2 separate regions of the Rattus norvegicus genome follow, and region 1 is linked to region 2. Evidence: chromatin contacts called from public Hi-C data. All regions are on one chromosome and are shown on one strand. The core of a region is the stretch at or near the end of the contact, and the rest is flanking DNA. Distances in the headings are between cores, read along the strand shown. Region 1 has its middle 17 kb from the start of Pecam1. Region 2 overlaps Ern1 (endoplasmic reticulum to nucleus signaling 1).

Evidence for each region. Hi-C and Micro-C count contacts between places; a contact is called where the count stands out from the background.
Region 1: a contact with region 2 is called in a Hi-C map of the A7r5 cell line, with 6 times the contacts expected there. The contact joins two enhancer-like sites. A contact is called at or near these places in 6 of 12 Hi-C or Micro-C datasets (the A7r5 cell line, the Rat2 cell line, Schwann cells and 3 more).

Annotation. Positions count from the first base shown.
Region 1 is chr10:92,167,320-92,171,207 of GRCr8, reverse strand. No RefSeq gene overlaps it. Among named protein-coding and RNA genes, the nearest start is that of Pecam1, 17 kb to the right of the region's middle. Within about 2 kb of position 1,452, at least 15 of the 93 cell types and tissues checked have an H3K27ac peak or open chromatin away from gene starts, as enhancers often do.
Region 2 is chr10:91,849,033-91,852,541 of GRCr8, reverse strand. It overlaps Ern1 (endoplasmic reticulum to nucleus signaling 1), which reads left to right. Exons shown (of 22, transcript NM_001191926.1): 9 at 259-337; 10 at 1,363-1,528. Among named protein-coding and RNA genes, the nearest start is that of Icam2, 36 kb to the right of the region's middle. Within about 2 kb of position 2,216, at least 3 of the 93 cell types and tissues checked have an H3K27ac peak or open chromatin away from gene starts, as enhancers often do.

The sequences.
Region 1 (3,888 bases), core at 203-2,702, 320 kb before region 2:
TCCACTTATTTAATCTGTGTGTCATTTTGCCTGTATGTATGTCCATGGGTCCTATGCATCCCAGGTGTCCTATGGAGTCACAAACCCTCTGGGAGAGCAGAAGTGTTCACTGATGAGCCGTCTCTCCGCCCTCCTGCCTCAGTCTCTCAAGCGGTAGGACTGTGAACATACACCACGCCACACGCCTGACTCTTGCCTTTTTGTCTTTTAAAATTTTTGTCCCGTGTGTGAGTGCGTGGAGTGTGTACACAGGCACGCGTGCCACGGTGTGCATGGAGGTCAGAGGGCAGCTTTGTGGAACTGGCTCTCGGCTTCTACCTTTGGTTGGATTCTGAGGTGGAATGCAGGTTCCAAGGCTCACATCTCCAGCAGCTGAAGCATCTCTCAGACCCTTGACTTCTACTTTAAAACCACAGCAGAGATCAACAAGCTGCCCAAGGCGTGTACTCCTTTCATCTCGGCACTGTGGCTGGTGAAGAGGAAGAGGCAGGCAGAGCTCTGTGAGTTTGAGGCCGGCCTGGTGAGTTCCGGGACAGCCAGGGAGAGCCTGGCTCAAACATAAAACCAAACAAAAAAGGAGAGAGGGCTGGGATAGGAACTTTTTCTTTCCTTTTTGGCATTAAAAATTGTATGTTTGAAGTTGGGCAGTGGTGGCGCATGCCTTTAATCCCAGAACTTGGGAGGGAAAGCCAGGCTGATCTCTGTGAGTTTGAGGTTAGCGAGCGTGGTCTACAGAGTGAGTCCCGGGACAGCCACAGCTATGTAGTGAAACCCTGCCTGAAAAAAACCAAACCAACCAAACAAACAAAATACCCAAAATGTGTGTCCATGTGTGCGCATGTGTGCGCGCGCGCGCGTGTGTGCGTGTGTGTGTGTGTGTGTGCGCACGCGTACGCGTGCATGTATGTCTGTCTGTCTGACTATTTCTGACATAGTGCACATAGGACACAGGACAGCTTGCTGGCATTGGGTCTCTCCTTCCCACTTTCCACCATGTGGGTACCAGGAATTGAACTCAGATCATCAGACTTGGCTGCAGCTACTCTTTATCCACTGAGCCACCCTACCTGCTTTTTGTTGTCTTGAGATAAGGTCTTCCTTGTTCTCTGTAATCTTGGCTGGATTGGAACTCCTTATGTGGCCCAGTCAAAACCAGCTAATTCTCCTGCCTCAGTGTCAGGAATTCTGGGGTTGTACGTGCTTCCCTACCAGGCCATGTTGGACTTGTGTTTCTGAAGACCCAGACACACTACTTAGAGGCTGGGGCTTCCAACCACCCTGGCGCCTGGTGTGGGTTTGCAGGGAACCCAGAGAAGGGAAAAATCCTGGAGCTAGCTCCCTTCCCAGTGATTTATCGCTATGGAAACGGAGCTCTCTTCCGCTGTCCCTGCCACTGCTGTTGGGGACGCATTGTTGATGCCACAGCAGCGCAGGTCACAGTTCCTTCCTCTTTCCTGCCGCAGAAATGCCACAGTAACCTACGTGGCCTCAGCACTGCCACTCACACCTGAAGGACCGGGGCTTGGGAAAAACAATCAGGCTGGATTCCCCTGGGCTCCAGGGGCCTTCTGGGTCAGCGAGGACCTGAACAATGCTGGCACAGAACAATACAGCCTCAGTGGCCCAGCCTTCTCCTTCCTTCAGGGGCCTCTGGAGTCAGGGGGTTAAAAATGGATCTATAGTTCTCAGGTAGCCGAGAACCGAAATGTCAAGGCCCTTTGTGTGGTCAAAGTCTCACTATGGGTGCTACCAGCTTGGGAGACCTCAGTAGGAATCTGTTCTCCGATTAAAGCTGCAGGTGAGGGCTTCATATACCTATGCCAGATTTGGGGATCAAAAGGTCACTGGGCAAGCACTAAGAGGGTCCCAGAGACAATGAAGGAAGCCCCTTAGGATGTTTCAACTCACTGCCAGGCCTGGCAGTCACTGGCCAATCATATCACCAGGTGCTAAGGACAATGCTAGTCCTTGGTGGTAAGGCCTTTAGCACAGCTCACTTCGCCTCTTCTGGCCCAGAGGATGCTCCTCTGAGTGCTTGGGAACCAGCAGAAATAGGGGACTTCCACACTACGCTCTACAGCCTAAAGGGTCTCACAAAGTCCGACAGAGCCTAAGACTCTGGGAGTCCCAGAGATGCTGTGATACCCCGACAACAGTGGCCTCAGCCCTTATATCCTCCAAGGACAGGAGACTGCCTCCCTCCCCTTTCAAAAGAAGGTATTTTAAATCTCGACAATAAAATGTTCATGTTCATGTGTAGTGAACGGTATGGGCTAACCCTTCGTCCTGCTCCCTCAATGGTAATATTCGGTGTCGGTAGTCATGGTAACACATGAACTAAGCAGGAGGAGGAAGATGGATGTGAACTCAAGACCAGCCAGCCCCACACAGGACCCTGTCTTAAACACCTCGAGGGTGGGAATTCCCGTGGAGTCCACCCAGAGATCAGACTCTTCTTGGTATTACGTGTGTTCTTTGTGTCTGCTTGTGGGTGATACTCTGTGTAGCTTTGTTACCTGTGCAGATTCGTGTGCCAGAAAACCAGTCAACACCCCGCATAGGGTGCAGCGAGACGGCTTGGGGGTGGAAATGCTTTCTGTGGAAACCTGGCAACTGGAATTTGACCGCCATAATGCCCATAAAGGTAGAAGGAGAGACTTATCTCCACAAAGTTGTCCTTGACCTCCCCATATATGATGTGGCATTCATATGCCCAAACATATGCACATACAAGGCTAAAAATATTATTTTATATATTTCTGAGACAGGGTCTTACCGTATAGACTTGGCTGGCCTAGAACTTGCTATGGAGAGCACACTGGCCTCGAACTCACAGAGAACCACATAGCTCAGTCTCCTCAGTGCTGGGATCAAAGGTATTTACCATCATACCTGACTGATAATACCTTTTTTAAATTTTTATTTATTATATATGAGTGCACTGTAGCTGTCTTCAGCCATACCAGAAGAGGGCATCAGATCCCATTACAGATGGTTGTGAGCCACCATGTGATTGTTGAGACTTGAGCTCAGGACCTCTGGAAGAGCAGTCAGCGCTCTTTTTTTTTTTTTTTTTTTTTTTTTTTCCGGAGCTGGGGACCAAACTCAGGGCCTTGCGCTTGCTAGGCAAGCGCTCTACCACTGAGCTAAATCCCCAACCCCTGCAGTCAGTGCTCTTAACTACTGAGCCATCTCTCCAGCCTGGATAATACCTTAAAAAAAATACTGGAGCTGGGGGACATTGAACCATTCTAGTAACACAAGGGTTCCTCATCTGTCCCTGGGAATCATCCCACTTCCTCCTGGCTCCCATTCCTTTTTTTTTTTTTCTTTCTTTCTTTTTTTTTTTTTACATTTATTTATTTATTATGTATACATCATACAGCTTTCTGCCTGCATGTATGCAACTACAGGCCAGAAGAGGGCACCAGACCTGGCTATAGGTGGTTGTGAACCACCATGTGGTTGCTGGGAATTGAACTCAGGACCTCTGGAAGAGCAGACAGTGCTCTTAACCTCTGAGCCATCTCTCCAGCCCCCCTGGCTCCCATTCCTAACATCTGCTGCTATCATGAGCTGTATATTCCATATCCAAAATGCTTAGGACCCAAAGTACTTTAGATTTTCCAATTCATTTGTTCAGATCTTGGGTTATTGTTTCACGGATAATATATAGAGATGAGATATTGCCAAGACCAGACAAAGGTCATTCATCCACTCTATAGTTATATATTTAACCCAAAGATAATTTTATACCATATCTTGAGTACTTTTGTGCAGGGAACAAAGATTCACATTGTGGATTCCACACCATGGGAAAAGAATTTCTGATTTTGGAGCATTTTGGGTTTCTACCTTTTGGATTGGGGTGTTCAACCTGTAACCTGT
Region 2 (3,509 bases), core at 967-3,466:
AGTCTAGTCCAGTCCTGGCATTTGGAGGCAAGGAAAAGAGGCTCTCTGTTCTGTAGGTGACAGGTAGAGCTGGGGCCTGAAGTCCTACTGCCCTGTCACTCTACAGTACCCCTGCCATCTTGATGGTTTCCTTGTGGGAATTGCTTGGTTCATATGTGACCAGTGATACTTGAGTCTATGGTTCTGATATCATAAAAGCCACAGTTTATGGTTTGACCATAAAATGACTTAAGAATGTGTGTTTCTGTTTTCCCTCAGGCCCACTCTGTATGTGGGGAAGTACTCCACCAGCCTCTATGCCTCGCCCTCGATGGTGCACGAGGGGGTCGCTGTTGTGGTGAGTCAACTGCGGGACCCAAAGATGCAGTCTCTTGACTACTTTTGTTCCTTTTTTAGCAAAAAGTGACATTGAGTCTTATGTAAACATCTGGTTAAGAAGGGAAACGCAGAGCTGAATGAATCATGGGCAGCTTCTACCAATCCACATCCTACGTTAAAGCAGATGCTGACAGAAGTAGCATCCTGAAGCCAGGAAGCACTCGCTCCCCATGGGTCTGTGTTCAGATCTAACCTTCAGGCTTTCTTCAAGCTAGTCCCACCACGCCTAGCTACCACTCTGCTAGTTTTGAGGGGTTGCATGGTTCAGACAAGCATCGTGTTTTCCACGATCACCCAGACTTCCCTATTTTTTTTCTGGTTGCTGGTCTCTCACTTCCTTTCCCCTGCTCAAACCCTTTTTGAGTGCCCCATGCCTCCTCAGGCTTCTCCAGCCTGCTTCGAGCATCCTCACCGAGAGACTTGGACATTGTACTCCTGACGTGCTACTCCCTGGGCAGGTTGTCCTGTCTGCCTGGTGAGTGGGTCGGCTGCATAGCCGTGAGGCCACTCGTGACTCTATTAACTCACCGGTGTCTGTGGTTTATTCCACACTGTCAATTGCATTGTCTGTGACCGTATAGATTCTTACATCGTTTCGTAGATTTCTAATAGTAGCTTCTTGGAGTTTTATAATGCATGATCTTCCTGGTTCTCAATACCAAACAGAAAAAATCTGACATGGCAGGACCAGACATGATAGTTGATGCCTGTAATCCCAGCATTTGTGAGATGGAAACAGGAGAATCTGGAGTTCAAGAACAGCCTGGGCTGCTCGAGTTCTGTCTTTAACAAAAGATCTGAAAAGATGTCAGTAGAGCTTCCTTGCCTGGTCCCAGGGTCTTTGTGTCATGCTTTAATGGTTGATGATTGTTGAGCTGCATAAGCCACAACTGTCCCTTTAGGGAACAATGGTTGAGAGGATGTGCTGCAGGACCTAGGGAAACTCCTGCCAGCCCTCCAGCTCACCATATCCCTTCCCCACAGCCTCGAGGCAGCACTCTTCCTTTGCTCGAAGGACCCCAGACAGATGGTGTCACCATTGGAGACAAAGGAGAATGTGTGATCACTCCCAGCACAGACCTCAAGTTTGACCCTGGACTCAAAGGCAAGAGCAAGCTGAACTACCTGAGGAATTACTGGCTTCTCATAGGTAAGAGCGGCTTCTTGCTGGGTGGTAACATGCTGCCCCCTGGTGGGCAAAAGGCAGCCCTGTTGGTTTACTGATGCTCTTCATTCTGAATGCACTGTGTGCTCCGTCCATTTCAAAATGTTTAGGCCTGGGAATATTATTATTTCCAAGGAGTTCCAGAGTTCCAGGCTACTTAATCAGGTCTCAAAAAAACCAGTTTCTCTCCAAGATTGAAGCACTTGATGTAGATTTCAGGCAAAGTCTGCTCCGGGTCTCTCACAGTGACCATGTGAGGTGGGTGCCCTTGTCATTTCCACTGTGTAACTAAGAATACTGTCATTTGAATAGGAATGAGTGGGGATAAGAGGCTGGACAGGACAAGTTTAAGACTCATGATGATTGACAGTTGTGAAAGAAAGGCAAAATACTTATGCCATCTGAGGAGAAACTAGACCCAACAGCTGTGAAGAGTCTGAGCTGTTCTTGGGCCATCACAGAATGGCTCTAGGGGAGTTTCTTTTTCTCAGTGTAAATTTTTGGTTTGTTTCATATTGTTGCAAGGTTACTCAGGCTACCCTCAACTATGCAGGCTGTGCTTCCCCAGTGCTTGGCTAATAGGTGTGCACTACCATGCTTAACTCCTTTGCTCCCTCCCGTAATATTGTCCCTTTGCTGAGGCGGGACAAGGACCTTAGGCATGCTGAGCAGGCTTGACTCTGGGCTGCACCCTGGCCCTTACCTTTTCTCTTCTTCCCATCACTGCTGACATCACTGTCCATGACCCTGGGGTTGACCTAAAGGCCTGGCTACAAAGCTAAGAGGTTGAGATGACACCCCAAGGCGCTGAGCATTGCAAACAAAGGCAAAAGTGGGGGTGATGGTGTCCCTGGCAAGTGTCCTAAGTAAATAGAGCAGCATGGGATTTTCTTAAATCATATCTTCCCTTCCCGTGCCCCCACCCCCTTCCAACAACACACACCAACTCTGATGATCTAGCCTAAACATGAGAGAGGGAGTAAGTAGCAACAGGCTAGAGTAGATGTGGGTGACTAAAAGTGTGGGCCCAGGAAGCAGCAGGAACTGCCAAGCAATGGGTCTGGACCAGAATATGAATACCTAGGAGCTGCAGGGGAAACTGGTTGTGCTTGAGCTCTGGTCATCCATTTGCAGGTCATCTAAAAGACCCTGTTCTTTGTGCCTTTTAATTCTTTGTAGCTGTGTGTGTATCAAATATAAGCAAAGAAAATAATACAAGAACTCTTTTCTTCTCAGAAATAAGTAGTTTGAGAAAGTACGTATGACTGGATCCATGCTGGTGGGAAGGGAGAGCTAATTGAGCAGAGCTCATTAAAACTACAAGGCTACTCAGTTTATGTACCTATTAAGGGCCCATAAACTGCCTGGCAGTGGTTAGGAAGTAGCACAAAGGAAGTGTGTATGAAAGAACTAAAAATGAACAAGAGGAGTCTCCACGGCAGAATATAAGATCCCTTTAAAATCTCTATAAATCGTCAGAGTAAGATGACTAGGAAGTCTAACAAACTTCTAAGAGAGAGCTGAGTAAGGCCCTTACAGTTCTCAGGTCCCCTGTGAGGAACTCTATAGCTGGTCAGCTTAAAATAGGTCAGTGGGAGTACACAACAGCCTCTCATAGGCAGGGCCACGGGTTATACCTGCTAATGTCAAGTATGGCCGTTGGGTCCTGTGGAAGACTGCAAATAGTCTACCCCACATTCACCTTGAAAATAAAATGGTTCGGGGTTGGGGATTTAGCTCAGTGGTAGAGCGCTTGCCTAGGAAGCGCAAGGCCCTGGGTTCGGTCCCCAGCTCCGAAAAAAAGAACCAAAAAAAAAAAAAAAAGATAGGGGCTGGGAATTTAGCTCAGTGGTAGAGCGCTTGCCTAGGAAGCGCAAGGCCCTGGGTTCGGTCCCCAGCTCCGAAAAAAAAGAACCAAAAAAAAAAAAAAAAAAAAAAAGAAAAGAAAATGGATCTAATTACATCC